Regions from separate parts of the Mus musculus genome. Here region 2 is linked to region 1. The links are chromatin contacts, called in public promoter capture Hi-C maps. All regions are on one chromosome and are shown on one strand. Each heading gives the region's core, a stretch centred on a gene start, on an enhancer-like site or on the middle of the called end of the contact. The rest is flanking DNA. Distances are from core to core; before and after follow the strand shown. Region 1 holds the start of Mpzl3 (myelin protein zero-like 3). Region 2 overlaps Jaml (junction adhesion molecule like).

What was found. Promoter capture Hi-C pulls out the DNA fragments that hold promoters and counts their contacts.
Region 2: a contact with region 1 is called in a promoter capture Hi-C map of macrophages, with 9 read pairs. The contact joins the enhancer-like site here to the promoter of Mpzl3 in region 1. A contact is called at or near these places in 14 of 39 promoter capture datasets (the HPC-7 cell line, the SN4741 cell line, cranial neural crest and 9 more), 25 of 484 Hi-C or Micro-C datasets (CD4 T cells, CD8 T cells, bone marrow-derived dendritic cells and 12 more), 14 of 115 datasets of contacts at active chromatin or transcription factors (CD8 T cells, the SCID.adh cell line, bone marrow-derived macrophages and 7 more) and 4 of 9 other capture datasets (adipose tissue, liver, macrophages and 1 more).

What each region holds. Positions count from the first base shown.
Region 1 is chr9:45,051,686-45,059,421 of GRCm38.p6, reverse strand. It overlaps Mpzl3 (myelin protein zero-like 3), which reads right to left and starts at 4,241. Exons shown (of 6, transcript NM_001093749.3): 1 at 4,104-4,241. The coding sequence starts at 4,179. It overlaps Mpzl2 (myelin protein zero-like 2), which reads right to left. Exons shown (of 6, transcript NM_007962.4): 6 at 5,379-7,544.
Region 2 is chr9:45,091,395-45,099,130 of GRCm38.p6, reverse strand. Jaml (junction adhesion molecule like) reads right to left here. Exons shown (of 11, transcript NM_001005421.4): 6 at 5,274-5,386; 7 at 1,177-1,408. Among named protein-coding and RNA genes, the nearest start is that of Jaml, 16 kb to the right of the region's middle. Within about 2 kb of position 3,765, at least 21 of the 459 cell types and tissues checked have an H3K27ac peak or open chromatin away from gene starts, as enhancers often do. A contact at or near this core is called in adipose tissue, bone marrow-derived macrophages, granulocyte-monocyte progenitors and 3 more, where this site is marked.

The DNA.
Region 1 (7,736 bases), core at 2,992-5,491:
TCTTAGAATATGACGTGTCTGGAAAGATCTCCCCATTCCTACCATTCTGCTAGAGTTGCTCCCCACTACACCCCAATATCCAAACACCTTCACCACCGCTCACATACATCACTTTGTGATGGGCTCCCCAAATTCCCTGAAGTTCTCTGCTCTTCCTCCAAAGTTCCTCTAACACAGTACCACCCAAACCCATGTGCCATGACCACACTTGATTTGTAAATGTCATTTCCTTCTTGAAATGCAAGCACCATCAGGGCAAAACTCCAGAGGGAGGGAGGCGGGCAGAGAGAAACTGGGAGGGTCACCGAGGTTACTAGTGTAAGAACACATGTGCACTGCTCACTCATTCTCTCCCTATCACCTTCTTTATGGAATTTCCAATGCCTCCCTCCACGCTTCTGTCTGCACGCATTCAGGAAAAGATCAGTTCTGAATAATCACTTCTAGACTGGGCTGGTATACTGAAGGAGGAAAAACATATCACACAAATTCGCAGACAGTTCCCACAAGAAATTAATGCTGGAGGGAGAAAGGTGTCAAGAATGACTCTCAGTTTCTACTCAAAAAAGCCACTCACTGAAAGAGGGGAAACCAGCCACGAGTCTCACTTGGGGTAAGTTTACGTGTCTTTGATACCTAAGGGATAATGTCAAAGAACAGCATGTCAGGGGTCAGCAACCTATGACCCATGATTCAAGTGGAAGCAGATGGCTTTCATGAGAAAGGAACAAACTCATAATAATTAGCTGTCACCCTGCTATCTGCTCCATGGGTAACCCAGATTGTCTAAACCAATCAGTCTCTCCCCTGATCACACAGGAAATAGCTAAAACACTCCAACCTTTGTGTAAACAGAATTGTATCAGAATGCCACCACATTGGTTTGTTTGGCTGCTTTTGCACACCTGGCAGAAACTGAGAAGTGGCAGAGAACAGCTGCCCACACACCCTAAACGTTTACTCTCATTCCATTACTGGAAATGGCTGCCAATGCCTGCTTTAGAGCTAACACAAGATCTGCAGATCTGTAACACAAGCTGTTCCTCCAGCCAGCTCTCCACCCAGTGTCCCCGCTTCTCTCTCTCCATTTCCTCCCTTTCTCTTTCTGTCTCTTCTCCCTACCTCTGTTTCTCTCTTCCTTTCTCCTCTCCTTCTCTTGTCTCCATATTTCTATCTTTCTCTCAAATCCCTTCTTAAAACTCTCTCTACTCCTATGTTACAGCCATTCAAATCTTCCCCCATGTTACAGCGATTCAAATTTCCCCCCACTTTAGCACAATATCCTTTCAGACATTTAACTTTTGTTTTATTTTTATTTCGTTTCTTGAGACAGGATCATGCTATGTAGCCAAAGCTAGTCCAGCCTCCAACACTCCATCCTCCTGCCTCAGGATTCCAAGTGATGGGATCACCCGTGTTCTGGCTTGATATTTATTCTGGCCAAGTAAAACCAGCCACAACCATAAAAAATATGAAAATTAACAAAACCATTTAATGAAAAATACAAATCACATTCTAATAAAATAATTTTAGAACTGAAAGAAATTAAATATGACAAAATCAAAGGCACTGACTTTGTACATCCAAATTGCAAATCTTCCTATCTTAAATTTACATACTGGCATTACATGAAAAGGTGTAATACTGGGCTCTCCACCATTATTGCTTCCCTTCTTCCCTTTCCTCCTTCTCTTGTTTTTTTCAGACAGGGTCTCCTGCTTCTCAGGTTTGATTCATATTCACTATGCAGCTGAGGATGACTCTGAACTTGTGGTGCTCCTCCCTCCACATCCCCAGTGCTAGGATTACATGCATGCATCATTACACCCAGAGCTACATCCCCAGACCCCCAGCCTATCATTTATATATACTTAGCCAACTGAAACAAGCAGAATCAGACTTAAAACTGAAGGCCAATTCAAACATGACAACAATGTAAGGGTTTTCAGTCTCTGAAGAGGGATGGCGAGTAAACACTAGTGGGAAAGCAAAGCCCACCACCTGCGATTCAAAAGAGACAAAACGAACCAACAGACAACCAACCAGATGGAGCACTGCAAACACACCACGTGAAGAGAGCTACTCACAAAGGGGCGCGTGGCTGGTTCACTTTGTATTAAGTGCCCAGAGTAGACAAAAGTTTAAAGAGGCAGATTGGTGGTTTCCAGAGCCTGTGGGAAGGTCAGAATGGATACAGGGTTTCTCTTTTGGGTGATAAAAATGTTCCCGAAGTGGTTGTAATGATGATTGCACACCATGCACACTAAAAATTACTGAACTGTATTTTAGTGAATGAATAGGCCTGTGAACTACCCACCTTTGTTTTTTTATTTTATGTGTCTGGGAATTCTGCCTTTATGTGCAGCACTTGCATATCGGGGGTCTATGAAGGCCAAAGAGGATATCTGATTCCCTGGGATTGGAGTTACAAATCATGGTAAGCCATGACGTCAACTCTGTGACTCAAACCAGAGTCCTACAGAAGAGCAGCAAATGCTCTTAACCACTGAGCCAGCTCTCCAGACCCCTGGTTTGTTTGTTTTAAAGGCAGAATGTAAATCTATTCAAAAAAACCTGGAGGAGTGGGTGAGGAGTTTAAATCTATATCTTTAATAGGTTTCTACACAGTGATCAATAACTTTAAAACTATTAATAGAATGTGTCCATACTTGTACAGATCAGAGGCAACTCTATTGAATTGGTTCTCTCCTTTCACCTGTATGTAGAGTCTGAAGATGGAACCAGGTCTTTAGGCTTGCAAAGCAAGCCCCTTTACCTACTGATCTCACCAGCCCTCCAGAGTTAATTTGAACCATTTGTTTTGCTAGATTTGACACCTGCTCGTATATGTGAAATGACACTAGATCTACAAAAAGACACAATTTCTAGGATCTTTTTTTTTTTTTCTCATTGGGACAATATGTGGACATTTCTCCCTCCACAGCCCTGCTGTGTGTGTGTGTATGTATGCATATATATATATATATATGAGTTTATATGAGGTGACAGTAGGCCTGGCTCTGTTGTAAAAAGAACTCAGAGGGAAAACTGGACATTTATGATGACATAGGTAGCTGGGAGGGATCAGGGAGTGTGCTGGCAACATGCAGATTAGTCACCAGATAAACAAAAACCTCCTCATCTTACCTGATGAGACTCAGCCACCTAATACTTACACAATATTAAAGACCCCTTTCAGAAATGTCCATTATTTTCAGAGAAATGCTACAATACAACAATTCATTCTAATGCTAGCTATACCAGTATTCCATTTCTTAGGAAGACACACACACACACACACACACACTAATCAAGAGAATATTCGCATTTCAAAATGAAGCTAATTAGTTTGGATTGAAATTTAGAAATTGGAATAGCATGAAAGTAAAATTATCCAAACCTTACAATAGTGTCATTATGGCAACACTGTACTGACAATAGTTAAAAGATTCAAGTTTCAGAAGAATGGCTATGACTTTTCTTATACTTCAGAATGTTTAGAAAGTCCTAAGGTGCCTTTTCTTCAGCAATATGCCTGCTATAAGAAAAATCACACTATAACTCTTGTCTAAAATGTTTTATTTAAAAGCCCCTGAAATAAAATCACTAAGTCATGATTTTCCTTTTTTCCTCTTCTTCTTCTTTCTTCCTTTCTTTTCTTTTTTTTTTTTTTTTTCCTTTTTTTCCCTAGCCCTGATTGTGTCTCTCAAAATAACTGGAACACGAATTGCCCGGTTTCCGACCAGGGTGTAACAGCAACTCAGAACCCTGGCAGACAAGCACAGAGAATCTCACAAGAGCAGTGAGTGTCCGCCAAGCCTGTGCTCGCTGTGGTTTCGTCAAGGCATCATCAAGGCGGTGTCAAGTCTCACAAGGTGGTCGGGCTCTGAGAGCTGAGGGGAACCAACTCTCCGCAGTGGGAGGTGCTAGCCGGGAAAGAAAACCATCCCACACCCCCTCCTTCCCTTCCTTCCTTCCTTCCTTCGCAGAAGCCGAGCGGGGGCTTTTCTGAGACCCCCCAACCCGGAACCGGAAAAGCGACCATCTTTCCTGACCCCCCCGCCCCCTGCCGGAAGTGGAGTCCAGCCAGCTGGCGCACTCACCCTGGACGACTAGGATGCTCAGCAGTGGAAAGAGAGCGCAGCCACGGCCTCCTACTGTTCCTCTTGCCAGCTGCATCCCGACAGCTCTTCCGATACTTACACACCCTCTTTACGCCTCCCGGGGACCATGCAGGTGGTGCCGGAAGTGACGTCATGTCGGGAGTCACCTTTGAAAGAGCCGTCCCGGACCCAACCTCAATCAGGGACAAGGATTGTTACTAGAATCGTACCCGGTTACCCTCATCAGCGGTTCTTTGACTCTCAGGAGGATCTGATTGCGCTCTTCTGCTTCAGATTGGCTACAGACTGAAAAAACAGTTCTATTTTTATGGAATTCCAGGGAACCAGGCTCGATCCTCCGACTGTAATCCAGAAGTTATCTCTCTAGAATATCTAAGTTGAACCCTCACAAAAGATTCTCATACATTTGAAGTTCAGGAAAACGTAGGCGACCATCCAAGATCAGAATAAATATATCTTTTTTGGGTCCTTTGGTAAATACGTGCAAGCGTCGTCATTTGTGTACCTTTTAATGTAGCCATTACATCATTCAGAATTGGATGTTTATTAAATTACTGCAGTGACAGTGATGATGAAATCATTACAGTGTGTATTAAAGGAGAGGAGGAACTTGGGTTTGTGTATCTTTGCATTTTAAAAGTAAGGATATCATTATCACGGTACTTGACGTGGAATGAGACAGTCTAACATGCTCTGAAAGAAAGGGTGGAAAGGACCCCGCTTTACTGGTGTAATCACTCAATTCTCCTGGACCCGCCATGGTTAATGAAAGTAAAAGGGAATAAAAAGCCTCAGCTTTTGGAAATATTTCATAGCTGACATTTTCCATTGGCATACTTTACTAGACTTGGAAGCCGGTAGTTTTTTCTATGAGAAGAATCAAGAGTAGAAAAACAAATATCCTTGTTTCTAAAGTTCCCAAACTAAGTCAGGTAGGATGGCAAAAGCCTGTAAATCCAAGATCTGCAAGACTGGGGCAGAAGAACTAAGGACAACCTGGACTTCAGTCGTAAGACTCAGATTAGGGTTAGGTCCAAGAAATGAGTCTTCCAAATGTGTGCTATCATTTTGCCCATTTCCCAGTCCTCCAAAGCAATATGTGAAGCCTATAGAAATATAAAACTACTAGAAATTAATTTCATCAATTAATGATTGCTCTGCGTGTCTAACTCTACTATCTACCAAGAAAACTTGAGCAAAGTTAAACATCTTCCCTTGTTTTCCATTAACTGCTGTTGTGAATTTTGCAGATTTGTTTGTAAGCAAATAATAAAAATCATAGTTCTTTATTACTAAGGGTTTATTTACACAGTGATTCATGCATAATAAAAAATAAGTTACAGTACAAAAGTACTCTTAGGAAGGAGACACTGAACAAGAACCTGATATCCCATGAGTATTCAAACAAGACACAAGCTGCAAGTTCCCTGGAGACATTCTCTGTGAGTTTTTAACTACTTCATTACAAATATGAAATATACACAGGCCATCTGTTTAAAGAAATATCCAGTTGTTATATTCACAAGAGAAAATATAGCTCTAACTTGTAGCTTCAAAACTAGGTATCAAAATTTTAGACCAGGGTATGGTGGAACATGCCCTTATTCCTAGCACTAGGGAGGCAGAGGCAGTAGGATCTCTGAGTTCAAGGACAGCCTGGTCTACAGAGCAAGTTCTAGGATAGACAGAACTATATAGTAGTGAGACCCTGTCTTAATTTTTAAGGGGGGGGGAGGGAGAGAAATAAAAACAAAACCTTTTTTAGGCATTTTAAAAAGTGGAACAAGATGTATAGAATGAATTTCAAGACCAAAATTTATATTTAAATTATGCCAATTTGTTTGTAAAGACTGGGTAAAATTACAAGATCCAATATGTAGAAATAGAATCTTTTGGAAATTCCAGTTTGTTAAAAAGAAATAGTCTGTGTGGCCCAGTCAGTGAAGACTAAACCATCACATCGCAAAGATTCACCCTGGACCTGAACTTTTAGATGGTCTCTGTTCTCCAAACAATGCTAGTGTGCACAGACCATGTAACCAGACACAAAGAAGAAAGCCATCCCTCTTCTTTCCATAGGCCACTTGAAAAGTTTGCTTTATACTCAAATAAAGGGAAAAATAAAATTGGTTATTTCCATTTAGGTAGTCTTTGGCCCATGGCAAATTCTCCTTAAAGTAAGGTGAATTAAAACCAAAAGTATTTTAAATAATCTCTTCCAGTTCTCACACATAAGACTGAAAAAAAAAATGGTCATTTGCTTTGAGTTGGCCTTCTTCACAAGTCTATTTTCTTTTAAAGTTATCGTGTATCACGAAGTCTTCTAATAAATTGCTTAAGGGCTCCAGTCTGCAAATGAAGAGAATGTTGAGCTGGGGGTAAAAGGGAGCACACAGCAAGCACGCTGTCTGTGCTCATTACAAACCTACAGTCGGGCTAGATGTGGGGGTACACCCTTGAGTGAAGCACTTGAGAGCTGAGGCAGGGGGTGTCTCTAGGTTTCAGGCCAACACTGCATAGTCAGCTCTAGAGCAGCCAGCACTACATAGTGAGAACCTGACTAAAAATAAATAAATAAATACAAAAGTGATGCTGAGAGATTCATCCTGGTAGCACTTGCTGGTGTCCTGGTGTTCTTGTGACCTTTTGTCATTATTGTGCTTAGATTTGCGCTGTCATCTATAAACCTTGGAATAATTGACAAAACAATAAACCTAGGATACTGAAAAAAAATCAGTAAAACAAGATGTTTCCATTTAAAGATAGCCATGAAAATCAGACTTCCTGTGTGACTTTGGATTTTGGTATTAATCAAAAGTGGCTGGAATGGTTAGCTCATCTTTTTATGACTTAATTTATTTTTATCTTGGGGGGGGGGTATCTGCCTGCATGTATCACATGCATTCAGTGCCTGCAGACACCAGAAGAGAGTGTCACCTCCCCTAAAACTGGGTACTGATGGTTGTGAGCCACCAAATGGATGCTGGGAACTGAACTGGGATCTTCTGCAAGAGGATAGATGAGCTATCTCTTCAGACCCCTGAGCACACCTGTGTGCTGTTCTAAAGAAACTAAAATATGAGAAGGTATGTTCTGGCAGACAAGCTAGTTGGCTTCTTACCCCTCTGATGCACAGAAATATGGGAGTCACACACCATAGGAATGTGGAAGGACAAATATGTAACCTCTTGGTTTGCAAAAGCTAACACACAATTGCACTCTGGAATTAGATAGAACCGTAGCAACGAAGGTAAGTCTGAGTCTAGTAGCTCAGGCAGAACCCAAAGCTGCCAGGCAGGGGCGTTGCTCATCTGGGCAGGTTTGTGCTGCAGAACCTGTAGGACGACAGACAGGTCATCGCTGGAAACATTTCTATTGATTTCAAGGGGTGCTGATGGTGTCCTCAAAAATCCTCAGCTTCTGGAATACAAAAGTTTAAAAAGTCAATGTTCTTGAGAAGAATCTAAGAGGAATACCTGGCAGTGCCATCATCCACTCCTAATAGAAATTTGGTTTGGTTTTTTTTTTTTTGAGACAGAGTATATATCGTCTGTGATTTCTGACAGGAGATACAAATTTAAACAAATTTTAAAAATCTCTGTATCCCAGGCT
Region 2 (7,736 bases), core at 2,516-5,015, 40 kb before region 1:
GAGTGGGCCCAATAATCTGAGTGAAAACAGAATTGTAGGGTGAGAGTTGATGTGGGGCGCTGGCAGGAGAAGGAACTGAGTTGAGCAAGACTGAACAAGAAAGGGAGAAAGTACAGGGTCAAAGAGCCAAGCCTTTAGGCTCCCCAGTGGATGATGTCAGAGCGCAGGGATTAGCGGCACCCAGGGCAGAAAGGAACTCATCAACCCCAGGAGGGTGTGTGGAGACAAGAATGGGTATAGAGTTATCTATGGGTGGGGCTGCCTCAGAAGGAGGTACCCCATCTTGGTGTGCTTTCTCTGTGGAGTGGAAGGAAGGCAGGCTTGTAGAGAATAAAACACACATAGGAATGAAGAAATGTCTTGAAGAAACTCATCTGACCTGCTTCCCACTTCAGCTGGGACCATTTGGCACTGGCAAGAAGGTGTCTCTGGCCTGAAGCCCTGAAGCCCCTCCCTTTCTAGTCGTCTCCCCCACCCTGAGCCGACCACAGATGGCTCCTTCAGGCCTGGGTGAGGGAAAGTCTGCAGCCCACATCCTGACTGCTAACAGAGTTAAGATTTGACTTTAGCCTCGCACAACCTGCCTCAGTCAGTATGATTAGGTCTCCCTTCTCCTGGTGCACACTGTTTGCCAGAATGTAAACCCTTTCATCAGAAGCCCCTCTGCTTCTCCTTCTGGAACATTCCTATTTTCTCTCCATCACTTGCTGTCTCCCACAGTTTAGGATTAGTCTCCCTTCACGTGGATGTGCAACTCCCTCAAAGCCAAGCAAACTTGACTTGGGATCTCCACTCTACTTCACTCCAAGCTCCCATGTCCTTACAGCAGTGGACTGCGCTGGCCATGAGTAGGGTTTGGCAAAGCCTTGGGCCTCATTATACGTTAGCTCATTATATGTTAGGCCTCCTTTCCAGGCCTAACAGCATGCAGAAACAGCAAAGAGAGCCCAGGCATCTGGTGAGCCAGGTTGATGGCAGCTCACTCTCTCAAGGTTGTACAAGTCCAAGGTCAGCCCCTAGAAGCAGTGCCTCCTTCCACTGCGCATGCCTGGGACCTCCCTCCACTGCGCATGCCTGGGGGCCTCCTTCCACTGTGCATGCCTGGGACCTCACCTACAGCTATAGCCCTGTTGTCATGTGTAACCCCTTAACTCTCTTTACCCAAATATTAATTACTTTGAAATTCGTCCTGGACCACATGCAGCACAATGGTTTTCCTGGACTCCAGCTTTCCCACGTAGATGCTGCAAGTGTAGATTCCTTGGTCAGACTCCTTCACTGTTTGAAGTTTGATTGAGCCATCATTGCGGGAGATGTCACCTGTCAGGTCTACACGGTTGCGGAAGCGGCCCAGGCTCTGGAATTTTCCACTACGCATGTTGGAGTCATAGCTCAAGACTGTCTCCTCCTACAAGGAAGGGTCAAAAGCATGAGGCTGGGGGAGGACTATGGGGGACATCTCACAGCTGGCAAGGCTCTGCCATGCAAGGGCAAGAAGAGGGTTAGATAACACAAAGTCGTGTTTGTTGACGTTTGGCCCTGGTTCTTCCTCCCAGCCCCTCCTCCCAGAAATAAGACTCAAAACTCAAAAATATATTTACAAATACCTTGGCCATAGAGCTAAGTCATCTTCTCTGACTAGATATAACTTAAAATAGTTCATCCTATAACTTAAAACATTCTAGCCTACATTCTGCCGCATGGCCAGTTACCTATGTGCAGGTACCAGGCATCCATCTCATCACATCTTCCCGGCGAATCTCCCGCCTGACTCTATCCCAGAATCCTTTCCCTCTTAAGATGCTCCCCCTCCAGCCGGGCAGTGGTGGCACACGCCGTTAATCCTAGCACTTGGGAGGCAGAGGCAGGCGGATTTCTGAGTTCGAGGCCAGCCTGGTCTACAGAGTGAGTTCCAGGACAGCCAGGGCTACACAGAGAAACCCTGTCTCGAAAAACCTAAAAAAAAAAAAAAAAATGCACCCCCTCCCATTTCCTGCCTAAGCCATAGGCCATCTGCCTTTTAATTGACTGGTGATGCGTCCATACAATACAAAAGATACTCTCACTACACTTGTTCATATGCACTTGTACAACACGTGTGTACTGGCGAAGCACACCTCAAACCATAAACAAGTGTTTCATCAGAAGAGGTAGGTTTTAAAGGGGTCCGTGGCTCCAGCCTGCAATCGTAGCTACTCAGGAGGCTGAGGCAGTTCAAGTGAGTCATTTAACCAGACTCTGTCTCAGAATAAAGAGTGAAAAGAGGGCTAGGGTTATGGTTGTGAAGCAGAGTGCTTGCCAGGGACATGTGAAATCCTGAGTTCAATTCCCTACACCAAAGCTAAGGACAAGAGAGGGACAGAGGAAGAGAAAGAAACAGACAGACAGTGTCAGAGACAGAGAGAATGAGAATATAAAGTAAGGTTAGTTTACTCCTTACTCTTCCAAAAAGAAAAAGAAAAGGCTTTTTACTTTATTGTGCAGCGCTTCCGGTTAGATTTCCCGCAGGCAGCTAAAGCACGTCTAAAACTGACTGTTACCCCCAAACCAGTTCCTTCCCGTCTATCCCACTTTCGGTAAATGGCAATGTCTTCTTCCAGATGCTCAAGCCAAAGGTCCTGGAGTCATCTTTAGCCCCTCTCTTGTGCAGCTTGTATTAACTCCCCAGATCATCTGTGCCCTCTGCCTTCAACATACACCCCCAGCCCAGCTGCCCCGTCTTGACTCCCTACTGTGGCCCTGCCAGGCCCACGCTAGACCTCATCTCCACCAGAAGCATCTCTGCAGCACCAGCTTTCTCACCTGCCTCCCTGCTCGCCCTTCCCCAGCAGACGACAAGCCTAAGATCCAGCAGGCGGCTCCTCTGCTCTAAACCCTCCCCGGCCCCTCATCTCTCCTAGAGCCCATTCCTGACTCCTTTCCTCTCTCACGTCTCTCTTCAATTCCATCACTGAATTCAGTTACCCAGAGGCCCAGCTACTTCATGAGAGCTGATCTCCAGGCTGCTGCTCTTGCCTCTTCTGTAACTAGAGCCCCCAGGCTCCCCTCTTCACCTTGCTCAGACCACTATATAAATGTCACCTTCATGAGGCTTCCCTGACTATCGACAGAGACTGCGAGCTTAATGGTTCTTCAGAGGTCCCAGAGGTCTGGGCTAATCCGAGGCTTTCCCTGAGGTCCTGATGTGTGGAGAAGGAACATGGCTCCTTCTATAAAACCAGGAGCATGCTTGCCAGAGCCTTTAATGGTCTGGGGCTAAGGCACAGGGGACTGTGGCTTCAGATCATGAGAACAGAATTTTTCCCACCGTAAGGAGCTATGGGTATTAGACTCAAGGCTAAGTGTATCCAGGTGGTAGTGCTCTTGAGACACCCTGTGCTCCCATTGTGCAACACTGCCTGATTAGCTTCCTGCTGACTGCATCCCATTGTACGATCATTTCTGCTGACTCTGTCCCATTTCTCCCCTAAAAACACAGGGTACAATGAGTGCTGTTTTGGTTTGGTTTTTTGCTATTTTGGTGCTTGCTTGCTTGCTTGCTTGCTTGCTTGCTTGCTTGCTTGCTTGATTGATTGCTTGAATGGACTTTTGAGGCAGGATTTCTCTGTGTCGCTCTGGCTGTCCTGGAACTAGCTCTGTATGCCAGACTAGCCTCAAACTCACAGAGATCCACCTGCCCATGCCTTCCAAGTGCTGGGATTAAAGGCGTGTGCCACCACCACCCGTCTTGGTGTGATACTTCTTTAAAAGCTTGCTTGCGTGAGCCATCAGCTTGTGCAAGACTTCCTGATGCCAAGCTTTCAGTTTCTTTACCTTCTCATCTCAAGGCCAACTCCCACTTAGGACCCTGCCAAGAAAGATCTCCCTGCTGGTCCAGGTCAGTTCAGCAGTGAACAGTACTTGTTCATACAGAGGACCCAGGGCCAGTTCCCAGCATTCACATGGTGGCTCATGGTTTGTATTCCAGTACCAGGGAATGTGATGTCCTCTCTCCACCTCCATAGACACCAGGCATGCATGTGGTGCATATACATATGTGAATGTAAATAAATAAAGATGTAAAGGTGGGACAAGCTCTTAGGAGTGAACTTGGGGCTACCCATCATTCCCTACCCTCTGCCACAATGCTGCCCTTTCTGATCCCCACAGATAGCATACTAGAGTCAGGTATGTGCCAATGTCTTTGTTATTGAGTTCACCTGGAATACATTTTAATTCATAAACTTTGCACTTTAACTTTTATCATCTATATGTCACCCATAAGACATGCTTGTTATATTTATTTACTGAGGGGCAGTTGCATGGTGTGAATGTAAAGAATCAGAGAACAACCTGTAGACTCTGTTCTTGCCTTCTACCATATGGGACCCAGGGACTGAACTCAGGTCATCAAGCTTGGCAGCGAATAGCATTACCTATTGGGCCATCTCACCAGCCTTCATTGTACATTTTGAGCCCTAAATACATCACCATGTCATAGTTGAGATCTGTTAGTCCAGTGAACTAACTTGCTATTTATTGCTTTATAATTCCCATGAGTTATCCCCCGCTCTGGCTCCCGAGGAGCTACCAATCCCAAGCCCTGGCAAGTTCAAACAGGTGAAGAAATTTTTCTCCATTACACAAAATGAGCAATGGAGCACCAGGCAAAGCTTAGACAAATGCACATATTAGGCTCATTAGGATAAGAATGTGATTGTACTCTTACACCTAGCCTATTACTTTCCTGAATAGTCCACAAAAAATAGCCCCTCTTCCCTTTGACAAAGATTGCACAGAGGGAAGGAGGTGAAAGTTATCTCAAATGCATTGGTCTCACCTTGTACAAAGCACTTACTATGTCCAACTACACATCGAGACTTGGGAATGTTAAAAGTTAAGCAACTTTCTATCTCCTCTTCCCTCTCCTCCTTCCCTCTCCTTCCCATGACTCCTCCTCCTCTCTTCATTTTTTCCTTTCCCCTCACCTTATTCCTTCTCCCCTCCTCTTCCTTATTCTCCTCCCTCACTTCTCCTCTTTCTCTTCAATCATATTTCCTACCAAGAACTCAAAGTTGCCTAGCCAGACAGCTAAAGCAGGAAGCCAGATCTGACAAACTCCAAGGCACAGGCTTTTACAATGTCACACACAGTCACACACACACACACACACACACACACACACACACACACACGCACGCACGCACACAGACTGAAAGCTGACCTTCCTCTCCTCGCTCTGCTTCCAGCCAGGGGCTCCGAGTACAATTACAATCATGCTTCCTTCTCCTTACCTCAGTATGGCTTCCTGAAGAAAACATCCAGTTTACTTTGGTCACCCGTTTCTCTTCTGTGCTCTGGATAGAACATCTCATCTGAGTTGTATCACCTACTCGGACTCTGAGATCTGGGAATAGAATGGCAAACTGAGTCAGGCATAGAGTATAATCAAATAGGCTTCCTAGACAATAAAGTCTGAGGGCCGGTGAAATGACTCAGTGGGTAAGAATGCTTATTCTGAAAGCCAAAGAACCTGGGTTCCAATCCCTGGTCAGTCATGACTGCTCATGGCCTTGGAACCCAGCATTCAGGAGCCGAGACAGACGGACCTGAGAGCTCACTGGTCAGCCATTCTAGCCAAAATGGTGGTGCTTCCTTTAGTGAGAGATCCTATCTCAAAGCAAAGTGGTGGGAAAAGATGGAAGACAACAAATACAACTGTGCCTTGTGTATAGGCAGCACACAAACACAAATAAATAATAAATAAAGTGTAGCTAAGGATTCTCAACAACAAAATGTCGCTGTCACCAAACATGTGAATAAAACATCCAAGAATCCTTTTCTTCTCTCAAAGCAACATGGTGTCCCAGCATAAGAGAATGGCTCACACCCGCCACAGTCACCATGTCTGAGGTTCCTGTTGCTTTTACACTCCAGTCAACTCTTTCTGCTTCCCTTTAGCTCCTTTATCTCTCCCCCTTTCCAGAATTCCTCTCATATTTGAAGTTCACAGTAAGCACAGAAAAAGCCCCCGCTTTCTGCTCACAGACATGGAGAGCCACCCCGGGTACAGCACAAACAGGAAGCACCAAGTCCAAAAACTGATTCTCATCTTTAACTTGCTCATTCTTCTAGTTGGGGGGAAAAGATGAATCATGGACAACTTTCTTTAACGTCTTGTACTCGTTTTTCAAGTTATTTTGGGACTGGCTTGAGATTTAGTTCTGGCTTCAACACAGATCATGAGACTCCTTGCAAATTAGACCAAGGAAATAGCCAGCTCTCCCCTTTGACTTCTCTCTGTTTCCTCAGCCCTCTCCAGAGCCCTACCTCCCCATCTGACCCCAGCCACCCCTTCCCTGGATTGTGCAAGCAGCTGACCCTGCCATCGTCCCTCTGAACAAGCCATTCTAAGAGGTCCCTGAAAGGAAAGCAAGCAAACTATTGCTAACTTTTCCACACTGCCTTACACAAAGCAACTATGGAGTCACCTAAGCAAAGGCGGGATGGCACGCAAGGAGGCACGAGCCTGTGTCTTAAGTAGACAGAGTTCTTTGCAAAGAATGCTAAACCAAGGTCGTGAGTGAACAAGCGCGGTGCATAAGCAGACTTCTCATCCAGGCTGCCTCCCTGGGAGAACACGAACTTCCTGCCCAGCAAGAGAAGAGGCTACACAGTAGGAAGAAAGCAAAAGAAAATAATGTGACCTTAAACTCAGTGGAGGGAATTCTTCTACAGGAAGTGAAAAGCCACTCCAAAGGCATCGGGAGAGAAGGGACTCCCTCTCCATTGTACGAGCACGTTAGGAACTGAACCCTCGTACTTTAAATCAATAGCGATAGTCGAACATTCTGAGTCTTTCTGACACCCTGAACATGTGCAGACACCTTACAGTCTGCATAGCAATTAGTCGTGATAGCATGCATGTTCAGTCCCTATGATCCCAGCCCGTCCAGTGCTCCATATCTGTTAAGGACATGCTCGGCCACAGAACATACCCCACCCCCACCCCTCACCTCCCCACCCCCGCTGAAGAAATTACAATGTTTCTAGGTTCTTGCTGAAGAAATTACAATGTTTCTAGGTTCTTGCTGAAGAAATTACAATGTTTCTAGGTTCTTGCTGAAGAAATTACAATGTTTCTAGGTTCTTGCCATATTGCTCTCTGTTTTACAGGGAAGAAGAGAGAAGGGAACCCAAAGCCACATGGACAGTGAAAAGAAAAGTCAGAACTCAAACCTGAATCCAAGCTTTCTGACTCGCTGTTCTCTATCACATCTCGCGAGTAGGAGGAGGCCTGGGGCTAAAGCAAAAGGACTGGAAGCTATTGTCGGGGTTTTTTGTTTGTTTGTTTGTTTGTTTGTTTATTGGTGTGTTTATGTATTTGTTGGTTTTTTTTTAACCTAAAATATCTGCGAACTATGGAAAGGCATTGAAGTAGGAGGAAGATTGTAAACCGGAGAGGACACCTTGCAAAATAAAATCACCGACGACTATACACACGGGCTTTCCACATGAACAGAGTCACCTTTATAAACAAGTGGACCACCATTCACCAGGCAACGAGGCAAACCCATTAGGGCTTAGATCTATCTGTTCCTGTTTTGACTGAAGGGGGAAAAAATATGGGTTGCCAAATCAGCGATTAAGGGAACACCTGACCATCCCAATGTGCTCCTAGCCGGTTTCCCGGACTACTTCGGTTCTTGACAGCGGCCCCTATTAGTCCTTCTTTATATCCACTAAACTGGAAAGGG